Linked DNA regions of Gossypium hirsutum: region 1 is linked to region 2. A link is a contact called in public Hi-C data. All regions are on one chromosome and are shown on one strand. Each heading gives the region's core, a stretch centred on a gene start, on an enhancer-like site or on the middle of the called end of the contact. The rest is flanking DNA. Distances are from core to core; before and after follow the strand shown.

Evidence for each region. A called contact is a pair of places that touch in the nucleus more often than the background predicts.
Region 1: a contact with region 2 is called in a Hi-C map of leaf, with 5 times the contacts expected there. The contact joins the promoter of LOC107933531 here to the promoter of LOC107938159 in region 2. A contact is called at or near these places in 19 of 34 Hi-C or Micro-C datasets (anther, callus, fibers and 4 more).

Annotation. Positions count from the first base shown.
Region 1 is chrA08:102,224,086-102,230,533 of Gossypium_hirsutum_v2.1, reverse strand. It overlaps LOC107933531 (rhodanese-like domain-containing protein 4, chloroplastic), which reads right to left and starts at 3,103. Exons shown (of 9, transcript XM_016865766.2): 1 at 2,151-3,103; 2 at 1,573-1,675; 3 at 1,397-1,477; 4 at 1,169-1,243; 5 at 995-1,069; 6 at 640-720; 7 at 354-542; 8 at 74-265. The coding sequence starts at 2,806.
Region 2 is chrA08:101,973,558-101,979,504 of Gossypium_hirsutum_v2.1, reverse strand. LOC107938159 (beclin-1-like protein) reads right to left here and starts at 4,433. Exons shown (of 10, transcript XM_041074602.1): 1 at 3,608-4,433; 2 at 2,966-3,306; 3 at 2,702-2,872; 4 at 2,074-2,198; 5 at 1,791-1,872; 6 at 1,410-1,568; 7 at 1,240-1,325; 8 at 907-978; 9 at 570-719; 10 at 8-436. The coding sequence starts at 3,758. The coding sequence ends at 187. It overlaps LOC107938161 (replication stress response regulator SDE2), which reads left to right and starts at 4,794. Exons shown (of 3, transcript XM_016871235.2): 1 at 4,794-5,443; 2 at 5,530-5,947. The coding sequence starts at 4,794. LOC107938162 reads left to right here. Exons shown (of 10, transcript XM_041074624.1): 10 at 180-884.

The DNA of each region.
Region 1 (6,448 bases), core at 1,854-4,353, 250 kb before region 2:
CAGGTTCTAGTACTTTATAAAATACTATAAGATGAAACAAGGAATTCATGGAGTAATAAAAGTGAGACATTACCGAAGGATATGGTGAAAGTGGTTTAGGATATCCGGAGTTTCCATCTGTTTTGGGAACTGAATTAATTAGAGAAGGGGTTTCTGCTGCTGCTTCGACTTTTGGCTCCGGTTTTGCCTCTGGAGGTGAATGAATAGCTTTGCTAGTGGCGGGCTGTGATGGAGTAGGCGATGTTGGAGGCTTCAAATCTGGATACTGCCACCATAAATAATGGAAACATAGGCATTTTTCAATTTCTAATACAAGCACATACAGCATATGGAGTGATAAAAAGTGACATTACAGAAGCATAGGGTGAAAGTGGTCTTGAAAATCCAGTGATTCCAACTGCCTTGGGTACTGTTTCGGGAACTGAATTTGTTTGAGGAGGGGCTTCTGCCACTGCTTCGACTTTGGGTTCAGGTTTTGCCTCCGTAGGTGCAGGAAGAGCCTTGCTAGTGGTAGTTGTTGGTAAAAGGGCTGCTCCAATTTGCTGAGTTCACAGGCAAATTCAAAAAATAGAGAAATTAGTCATGCAAGATAAAAATAGCATACAAATAATAACCAAGGTCTATATCAAGGTTGGATACCTTTACATCATCGACAAGTTCCGTAGGAGCCACCTTCGTGTTTAAGAATTCATCAACTTGTTTAAGTGTTTGCTTTCGGTTCTGTTACAAATAGCAGAGTAGAAAGTCAAACCATTATGTTTTGGCCTTACGGAACTAGAGACATAAGTTAAGTGACACATTCCATATTTGTTCATAACCATATCCTTTTGTATGAGCTTAAGCATTTAGAACAAACAGTCACTGGATGAGTGTACTGTTACTTATTGGACCATGCAATGCTCATTTACTTTACTCATCTTGCACTAACTTTCTACACAGAGCTTAGGATTTTAGGACATTTGATTATCCAATTTAATATAAAGTGGAGACTTACCTCTGCATACAGGAATTTCTTGCTTACAAGCTGCACAATAGCAGCTGAGCCTAAAAGTTGAAGGATCGTTTCTATCTGCAGAAGATATGGCAAACCCACAATTTGAGTTGTTTCGAGGTGTGTGTATATATATATAATCAGAGGTACTGTACTAAAAGGACTCAAAAACCTAACCTCTGAAAAAGCCAAAAGGCCTAACCCTGCAGCTGCAGCAATCCCTACAGTAACAGAAAGGCCATCTGATCCCCCCTGCAGATTATCACAACCATTTATCATATAGAAGAAAACTAATAAGAAAGGCTGAAGAACTTTCCAACAAAATCAATTCAAGATCTAGAAAAGTCTCTCTATGACATCAAAATCTTAGAAGTGAATAAGCAATTAGGAGATGAAGATAGGTACTCCGAAGGCCTCGGCGAATGCTTCTGTCAAATTGCTAAGGTCAAGACCTTTCTTTGGTTGTATCCAGGGAAGACCACTGTTCTGCAGAATTGAAACCAGTCTCAAAAGATGCAATTGCTAAATTTAGAAAAAATGGAGAAAGAAACAAAAAAAAATTGATTTAGAACAGCACATACCACCCATCCCCGTGGTCCTTCAGCACCATCTTTGACTGCATAAGCAGCTTTGAATCCATTTGCAGTGACCAACTCCGCAACCAGTTCAGAATTCCCATCAAATCTGGCTTTCAACACAAATTTAAAGCAATATTAGAAGATGAATCAAATGAAAGTTCTAGTTTCATCTTCCCTACAAACAAAATGCATATAGTTACAAATAAAATATTTGTCAGCCAATGCTTACATATGTTTAAAGACACATTTTAACAGTTAAGAACGTATGGCCTATCAATTTAGAAACCTTCAACCCTTGGAACAAAATGCAGTTAATTTATGGGTTAGGAACTCAGGATCAATTAAGAAAGAGGTAATGGCCATATTCTATTGTGTAGCTTAAGGCCAATGAGCCTCCATATAGGCATATTCAGTTCTACATTCTTCCTCCACAACCAACACACAAACCATTTAATCTCAGATACAGTGATACAATCATCAATAAGAGTGGATCCTTAACTAGAAACGAAGGTTTCATAGACAATGCTGGGAATTCATATATGAACAAATATATACGAGGCATAGGGTTTTCAGAAGCTTACTTGTCCATAATGAATAAGGTTGTATTTTCAGGTTCCTTGAATTTCAAAGACAGTTTTGTCAAGAACACTGGTTTATCTTCACCATTGTAGGCAATTGACACCGGTTTCTTCCCAAATCCCTTAATGTCAGGGCTACCAACATCTCTAGACTCCTTGAGAGGCCTTATGTCCAGCAACTGAGCAGTGGCATCGTCACCTAGCTTGGCGTAAGCACTCCTTGCAGATTCAACTCCCCATGGCTTTGGATTCTTTAACAGCTGAGACAAAATCAAAGGAACTGCTAAAGCAACGGTGCCACCAGCTACAACCGTGGGATTCTCAGTTGCAAAACTGACGACGGTATCAAGGATCCCATTTGGGTCAAAATTAACAGACGAGGAGGATCCCGTCGTCTGCTGTAGGGCTTCCTCGTATGACAAGGCTTTAGCGAAACCATTGGGGAGAAGTGATGACAGAAGCAGTAAACCACCATGCAAGGTTCTTGACAAACACTGGTGCAAAGCTGGTTGGGTCTTAATAAAAGCTGGGGAGTTGGGTAGTTTGAGTGGTGAAGCAATGGGGAGCAATGGTGCTTTTCTGGCCTCGGTTCTTGTCTCAGAAAGAACCGAGAGAGGTGTCAAACTTGGAGTTGCTGCATTGAGGGTCCTCATTTGCATAATTTTTATGCAAAGAGATGGGTGTCAAATGTATGATGGAAAGGCTTGAACCATCAACAATGGAGGATTTTTGTTGGAATTGATTGGATGACAACAAGGCTCAGAGACCCTTAGCTTTGGAAGGTGCACTTTGAATGATGAAATGGTGGTGAGGTGGAATGAGTTCTGAGATCTCTGCCACTCATTGCATGACACGTTGGAAGTGAGATGAGAGGCTTTTTGATCATGTCTTTAGGACTGTTCCTCATCTCAACTCATTTGTGTGGCTAATAATTGTCTGCACAAATTCAATAGTGCATCTAAACTATAGTACCTTCCTTTTAATACAGCAAAAACGTTACACTTAATTATCTTTTAATTTACCATTTAATTTGGTATTTTAGTTTGAATTTTTTTTATTGTAATATACGATTTTTATATTTGACAAAAATTATATATATTTAGGTACATGAAAGTATCAATATTAATTTTTTAATTTTTAATTCAAGTTTTGGAATTGATTTTATAAAAATTATTAGCTAATAATATTAGCAATTAACTTTCATCATATCAATCCTAAACCTGAATTAATTCACATTAATTAGATTATATTTGACAAATTAAATGGAAAATTAAATAAATTCACAATTAACACTACATTTATTCTATTAACAAAATCATAAAAAATTCAAACATAATACTATTAGCAATTAACTTTCATTAAATGAATCCTAAAATCCAAATAAAAAAGTTAGCATTGTAACCTTTGGGTATAAAAAAAATATAACTTTTGTCAAATATAGATATCAAATTAGACCAAAAAACAACCCAGGTACCACATTAAAAAAATATATCAAATTCAAGTACCAAATGATATATTAAACCTTAGAAAAAGAGATAAAGTCATGATTTTGATAATTTTCCTCTACTTATTAAACCTTAGAAAAAGAGATAAAGTCATGATTTTGATAATTTTCCTCTACTTAGTCTTTGAATTATTTTCGTTAATCTTCAAACTTAACAACTTTTTCAGTTTTATTCATTTGACACATTTGATATTGTATCATCATATTATCGCTTAAAAATTATAATTTTATAAAATATTTAAATGATGATGTGATGCAATATTAGAGTGTCGTATCATTACATAAATCAAAATTAAAAAAAAACATTGTCAGTTAAAGCTAAATTTTTTTTTTCAGATGCTAAATCTTACCTAAGTTAAAAGTGCTAACCAAAGTTTAGGGTGTGAAACATGACACTCAACTTGGACCAAGTCTATCAAATTTTGCTCATGAATTAAGATGGGGATCTTGCGCTACCATCATGTGAGCTTGCGCCAAGCCTGGGCTTTCTTCCTCCGATCAAGCTTCTGCATCAACAATGTTATATATATAGTATTTTAATTTATCGTTTAGGGTTTTTCAATATATTTTTCTTCTATATAAGATTATACCATATTTTAGTATATCATTTCGATTTTATTTGTAAAACACGACAATACTGGTCTCTTTGATTTCATTTGCTTTTTTGCAAGAATGCATACTCCTATACTTTAAATTGATAGCCCTCCAGAACCATTTAACATTATTTATAGCGTGTCCCGCAATCATATTGCTTTTGTAAGGAAATATAACCTAACTATACATATTATACCTTCATATTGGAGGGAATCATTTCAGATAATAAAAACAAGCGAGGAAGAGGATTTGATTGGTGTTGTTTTCCGCCCAAGATAGCGGCAGTAAATGGGGGACCACGATGATTCACAGCGGCAATGGATGAAAGGAAGAAAAAGGTTAAAGGGGTAAAAGAGAGGTTCTTTTTTGTGGCATTATTGGCCGTAGTGGACCATCGACGGCGGCTGAAAGAGCAGCGGTCTCTAAGGTTTCTTGGGAAGGGAAAAAAGAGAGAGGCTAAATTAGGCAAAAATGTCAATTTTAAAAATTAATTAAGTGATTAGGCCAATTTGTAACATATTTACCAGAATAGGCCAATCTTGGAGAAAGGGGGAAATACGTCCAACTGGACGCTTTTTCACCCAACGGTAACCTCCCCCAACGGTCCAATTGCCAATGACCATAAAAAACGACTAGTTTTTATTTCTATATAAACCCAAATATTTTCCTCATGTTTTCATTCAAATCCATTTCTGTCAATTCTCTTAATTCTCTCAAATCTTTCAAGAATTTAATTCTAAAATTTTAATTAAAATTCTCTTAAGTTCTTGATTTAATTCTGTTTTTTATTCATTTTAATTTAGTTTTGGAATGACAAATACTATTATTCGTTTCGATGAAAACCACATTTTCGCGATTCAACTGTAAATGGTAAGAAAATATTTTTAATTTTTATAATTTTATTTAAGTTCATTATTAAGTTGTTAAAAAGATTAAATTTTATTTATTTTTTGTATTTTTTATAATCACGCCGAAGATTTTATTTTGGAGACGTATATGCAAAATCTATCTACAAGATTGTCGCATATGATTGAACCCTATTTGAAAGTTGTGGGATTCTTGCACATGTCTCGTATGTGAGATTTTGACAAGTTATTCTGATAAATTGAAAGTTTTAACATAAGCTTATATGCCTATTTGAATTGGATGAATGGTCTGAAAGTTTCTTAGATCTTTATTGTGGTGGTGCCAATGTGGCATATTGGTTAGGTATTTAGGGAGGAGTTACAAGTTGTATTTTTGGCATGGAAAGTGTATGTTTGAACAAGTATTTGTGTTGGCTAAATGTGCATTTTAGGTCCCTTTGAATAGGTTAATTGAGCTATGCATGTAGTGACTTATTTTTGCACCACACAGTTTGAGACACGGCCATGTGTCAAACACAGGCTAGTGACACGGTCGTGTGCTCTTTAGAAATTAAGAAGTATATGTATCACACGGTTTCAGTCTGTCACATGGCCGTGTGATTTTTTATCAAATTTGAAATTTGATCCACACGTGTTTAGTGAGTTACACAACCTGGACACACAACCATGTGACCCCTATGTTGCATAATTTCCTTTATCTTTTTAAAATATTATGATTTGATCCCTATGTGTTTTCGGGCCAATTTTTGAGCTTTCGTAAGCTTATTTAAGGCTCATATTTAAATGTATTTCATAATATTTGAATGTTTTATGACATGATTGATTATGGAAAAGTTTTATTTATGATATAATTGATCTATAATTTCAAAAATGTTGCAAATTAGTCCTAGTTAATTTTTAGGTTGGTACTAGTGAATACATAAGCTTGTATAAGGCCCGAGAAAGATTTATATTGGGTGATTATGCATTGAAATGATTTTGATTGTATGATTCATGTATAATTTGAATGTTAATTGTGTATTTATGAATAAATTCCATGATTATTTGAAATAATTGATGTGAGTTGAATGTGTTTTGTTTTGGCTTTAACTGTAGCACTCTGTAGCTCAGGTCTTGCAACCAAACAAATAAGGGGTTTTACATTTAGTGGTATCAAAGCTACGGTTTATTCGATTCTAGGAATGAATAGAGCCTGTGTTGAATCTTGAAATACATGGCTCATTAATCTGGGATAGTGTGATGTATGATTCGACCTAACTGTTAGCTGAGTTTAAATTATGTAGTATCAAATGAGGTAAATGGTAATGTTTTCGCTTCCAACAAGGAGCTGGTTATAG
Region 2 (5,947 bases), core at 3,184-5,683:
TTTTGCATGAATCAACAAGCCGGCGCTTAAGGACTAATTATATTGGTGTTTTTGGTAAGAAACTGTAAAAATATTTTACGTTTTAAATGCGATGCTATCAGACAACAAACATAATGGTTCGACCTCACAAAACTAAATAGAGTCTGCCACTATTTACATAATATTCATGTTATGCACAGATCTCTATCACGAAGTTGATGGCTTTCGAGCTACAAATTTGGGATCAGTACCACGTTTTGCGTATAAAGAGCCCACAGCTGGAACTTCAGTAGCTGAAGAAACCATGGCGGATAGAGGCTGGAAATTGGTGCTCCCAATAAACCAGTAGAGAGCCCACTTAAGATTACAGAGGGTATATTTCAAAGCTTTGGTCCAATTCTCTTGCTTATTGAAGCTTTGTGTGATGGAGTAGTTTTCAACTTTATCGTTCTCGATCCTGAAAGATGGCACAAATAGAACAGTAAATTCAAAAGTTCGGATCTACTCGATTCAGAACCACCCAAATCACATTGATATTCAGATACAGAAGAGACTAAGGAGTACCATTCTACATAAAAAAGAAATCTCACTTGTAGGGTAAGTTGAAGCATTTCTCAAGTGGAATGTTGTTTTCTAGATCCTTGGCATTTGCAAACTCAGCAAAGTCCTTGAGGCAAGTTAAGAATAGTGTCATTGCTTTGTCGTACCGTGTACTCCAGAACAGGTTCACTGGACCAAACCTAGAAACATATTCATGCAGCAGGCAACTGAAAACATGCAACAAGCATGATGCGTAAAACACATAAGAGGACGTAGCCCAGATTTATGTATTACATACTCCCAAGGATGCACCAATCCTTTCAGGTTTACATGCTTTTAATATTCCAAATCAAATCATTCAAAAAGTCAAAAAGCCTTTACACTTACAACTCATATGTATTGTTGTTGCTGTCCATTATCCGAGGGTAGCTACCCAGGGGAATTATCTTTATCCGATAGCTGAAAGCCACTAATTAAGGATACAACACATATCACTTTATAAACTGCTTTTAGGCACAAAAGGTAGCAAAGTTCCCCCAAAGTTGAGATACTGCTTGCTTTAACTACTATTTTACCTTACACAGGCAGAAATAGATGATGGCATAAGAAAACGAGTAGACCACATAACTTGAACAATTACAACACACACACACATACAGACTGTGAACGTCACTTTTCATGGAACTACTACGTAGACTAACAATCACTAGAAAAGGATACTGAAATTTTGGTCGGAAATATTGGCACATTGTATGAAGTAGGAGGCAAGCTTGACCCCAGGCAGCATTTATTTCGTCCCACTCAACCTAAGCCAAAAACAACAAATATCAGTCACTCTTCACTGCCAACAAAAACAACTTTCCATAAGGAAAATAATGTCAATTTCTTACTGGAATTTTAGGCAGTCGTCCAAGACGAAAATTGTTTATAGTTCCAAATTCTCCATCATGCCAGATAGGGAAAGCATCATTGAGCACGTTAGTTCGCTTTAACAGCTCCAAATGTGCTTGTGAAACTTCAGTCTTAGCCAAAATTGCATCTCTCTCTTCCTGTTAAAAGAAATATTTTGTAAAGTAAGAAGGTACTTAAGGAGTTCGCTTTGTTATTTGAAAGAATATTTGTTTGCAAATGTTGATTAACTTTACTGCTCACAACAATGTAAATAACAACATTAGTAAAATTGACATTTGCTGAACCATCTTGGACTGTCTTTATCAATCAATTGTGGGTCAAAGAAAAGTTTTGGTCAAGAGACTGCATCAGAAACTAACCTGATGAGCGATTAATTGAAACTGAAAGTTGTTAAACTCTTGCCAATACCTGTCACACATTGATTCCAACAAGCATAAGGATCTGATAATTAAAAAAAATCCTGGTCATATACAAATAAAGGTGTGCTTTGCATTCTGGTTTGAGAAAGAGATGGAGGATCAAGGGGGAGGACAAAGGGAAAAGAGGTAAAACAAGTGTTGTACAACACTACAATTTTATCTGAGGCGACCACATATGAAGGATAAAGATACAGAAGAAGAAGAAGAAAAAGAAGAAACTTACCGCTCTTCCAATTCTTTGAATCGTTTTGATTTTTGCTCTAATTCTTTTAGTTCTGCATTTACTGCAGCATTCTGTTTTTCTATTTCTTCAATTGCTGCTTCAAGTTTTCTTTCTTCTTCCTCGATCTTACAGAATGAACAGACAATCAGATATGCATTTAACTAGGAAAATCATTTATCAACGCAGTTAATGCATTTATCATAATGAGGAACTGTCATTTACAAGTATTCCTGGTTTACTGTTCATATTTTTTCAACAATACAATGCAGATTAACATTGGGAAAAGTTTTTTCTTTTTTGAAGGATTTTTTTTTGGTTAATTCAAAGGGATTTTCTTTCATTCATCCAGTAAAACAGTTATCGGATCCTTGTACATTTTAACAATCCTAGCCCTCTGCCATCTTCTAGTGTCTTTTATGATACACTGTTCTGAAACCAAAAATTTATTAACATTCTGGAGTGAAACCTCCCTCATCCAAACAAAAGTGAAACTAAAGCCTTAGAGTGTCTAGACATTAGAAAATATTAAAAAGCCCTTAACAATTCTCTCTGCAAATTAAAGTACTAGCATGAGGAATCATTTATCCTTTATCATATAAGTTACTCATAGAAACTGCCTAACAGTTACCTTTAATTTCTCCTTACAAAAATCAGTCTCGCTGAGTACATCTCGTGGTTCCCCCTCCAGGCGCTGAAGACAGGCTTCATATGCTTCGATATCCCTAGTCACATCTTCAACCTCCTTGTCAAGTTTGTCAGACAACACCCTCATACACTCAAGGCATAATGGTTGTTCAACCTAAAAATGCCGAATGCATAATAAAAGAGTATAAATATATCCTCTCTACAACAATGAAGCACCAAACTGGAAAAGCAATAAAATGAGCAATACCTGTGTCTGAGTCGTGGCAATCTCAAATGCATTCTTCAGGACAGTAATAGTTGAGTGAAATCCAGAGTTGTTCGGCTGCAAAGAACTGCTTGGTCCACCTTCTGACGATGGTAATTGCGTCCCACTTCCATCAGAAGCAGACTCTGATTTATCAACCACCACAAATGATTCTTCCATACCTTTCCTAGCTTGGCCAGTATCAGGCTGACCAGGAATGCCACGAGGTCGTGGAGGGATTCCTGGGGCCAAGGGCTTTTGCTTTGGCAGCACGACGAAAGAGTTATCCATTCGTGTTGAACCCAGCATGCTGCTAGCTCCATGTATCGAAGCCCCCTGCATTGCTGCATCATTCATACATCAATTTTCTTAGCAAGGAACATCAGCTTGAAATACTGCTATTATAGTCAGGTTTAGTACTTAGTAGCCAAATAAAATAATTGAAGAATCCACTGTGTTTTGGTCCCAATTCCAGCATCAGTACATGAAGATAATAGAAAATCCCCAATTTTATAAGTTTTGCAACTCAGACCACTTCAAAATCGAAAAGAATTAATCCTCAGCTAATTAAACCGAAAAAATATTAAATTCAACAACTGGGCAGAAGCAGAAATTTAAAAAGGAAGAGATTGGAGAAACCCTAACCTGATCGAGAAGAGTCGTTGGGGAACTTGTCGACGTAGGAATCGAATCCGACGATACAGAGGGAATGGTGACAGTTCTGGCAGATCCATTTGGGGAGATTTGGATCCACGGGTAAGCTCCGACCTTTATCGGGTATATATTCCTTCTTCATTTAGCTAATCGAATTCTATGTGAAGGGAGATTTTCGGGCTGTCGGGCAATCAGGGGAGAGAGAGATGGAGGGTTTCGTTGTTTCGATTGTTGAGCCGTCCAAGTAAAACATTACAAAAGAAATCATAACAGTTTTTATGACAGGTTTTTTGTGACCAGGCCCAACGACTTTTGGATTAATTTCACTAATAGTCCCTACACTATTGCTTAAAGTTTAAATTATTCTCTAAACTTCTAATCAAATATTTAAAATATAAATATTATATCTATTAGGTCATTATGGGTGGGTTTGGACGGACGGTGGAGTGCGGTGGGGTGCAGTGCATTTAGCTTACTTTTTGTCTCACGCTACAATATTAGTGCAATACCTAATATCACCGCCACTACTGTCTTTACATTAATCGCAGATAAACATATCGTCCATCCAAACCTACCCTATGTCAGCATGTGTATTAATTTCAACATTAGATATTAGTTCAAACTTGATATAAAGCATATTTAAAAATCAAAACAAGTGGATTAAACACCAAATAACTTTGTACCTACATTTATGAATAATTTGAATATGATATATTAAAAAGTATATTGAGCTAATAAATTTAAGAAAGTTATTTTATTAACATGTGTGATCCAAATTGTCCATATGATAAATAAATATATTTATAATTTGAACTATGTGATTAAATGTGTTTCACCTCATATTTAAATTGATGTTTGATATCCAAGCTAATGACTAAGGTGATACAAGAATTTGGTTGATAGAATATTAATACTTTAAAGATACAATTAAAATGTTTTGAAGTTTGGGATCAATTTAAAATTTATATTATAAAATTGAGGCCTTCTGATGAATTAAACATTTTTTTGCCTTTTCTTTTAAGGATTCTCCGTTACCCGGCGGAGTTGACCCGAACACCCAATATATTAAAGATGGACTACTCGGGAAATTAGGTTTATAATCAGGATCCCAACCCTAGTTTCTCCTTTTCCCCTGATCCCCAAATCTTCATCTTGAAATCACGGACACGTACCTGTTATGGAAGATGATCAAATCAGCGGAGACGATATCGACATGAAGGACCTGAACCCAAGGCAGTTACAGCTGTTCGTTAAACTTCTCAATGGTGAAACTTTGTCGCTCCTATTCCCGACCCTTCAAGTCCAAGTCGGCGATGTCAAGCACCGAATTCAGGAATTTACCCAAATCCCTTTCAATTTCCAGCGACTGATTCGCGGCCATCAACTCAAGGACGATTCGGTGATTTCCCACTCCAACGCTACCCTCAACCTTTCCCTCCGGCTCCTCGGTGGCAAAGGAGGTTTCGGGTCTCTGCTGCGTGGCGCAGCCACAAAGGCCGGGCAGAAAAAGACAAGCAATTTCGAGGCGTGCCGAGACATGAGCGGAAGGAGGCTAAGGCATGTAAATGCCGAGAAGAGGTTGGAGGAGTGGAAAGCGGAGGAAGAACAGAGAAAGTTGGAGAAGATCGCTGAAGACTTCATAAAGAAGAAAGCAAAAACTGGGAAAAAAGGAGTTGGAGATGGAGAGGCCGAGAAGTACGTAGAGAAGTACAGAGAGCAGTCGGCGAGGTGCGTGGCGGTGGTTGAAGAGTCCGTTAGGGCGGCCTGCCAAAATGGAAAACGGAAGACAGTGCCGGGAGGAGCTGACCCCAAAAGATTGAAGATTTGGTAAGTTTTTAAGCTCTTTTGATTTGCCGTTTATAAGGTTGGTATTGATATATAGATTGTTGACTTATTTTTGTTTGCTTATATAGGATGGGAAAGAGGAAAGTGGATGAGAGTGATAGTGACAGTGATTATAGCAGTGAGGATGAAGATAATGAGGAAAATGAGAAATCTGTAGTTTTGAACAATGGGAATCATTCAGATTCTAGTAAGGGAGCTGAGGGGAGTTGTGGTTCAGTTTTGGGGGGAAAACAGGATATAGACTTTTCAATTGGAGTCTCAAGTGGTACTGGTTCTGAGGAAGAGAAGGAGGTTGTTCTGCATCGAAGCTCGGAATCTTGTGAAGATGTTGATGCCATGGTTGAAGCAGATGTGATTGCTGGGAGTGAAGCAGCTCATCCTGAGATGCCAGAACAAAATGGAACTAAAACTCAAAATCAAGAGGAAATAGTTAGTCAATGTCTCAGTGCTGATCCGGTTGCGGAAAATGGAGTTGGAAGTGAATTG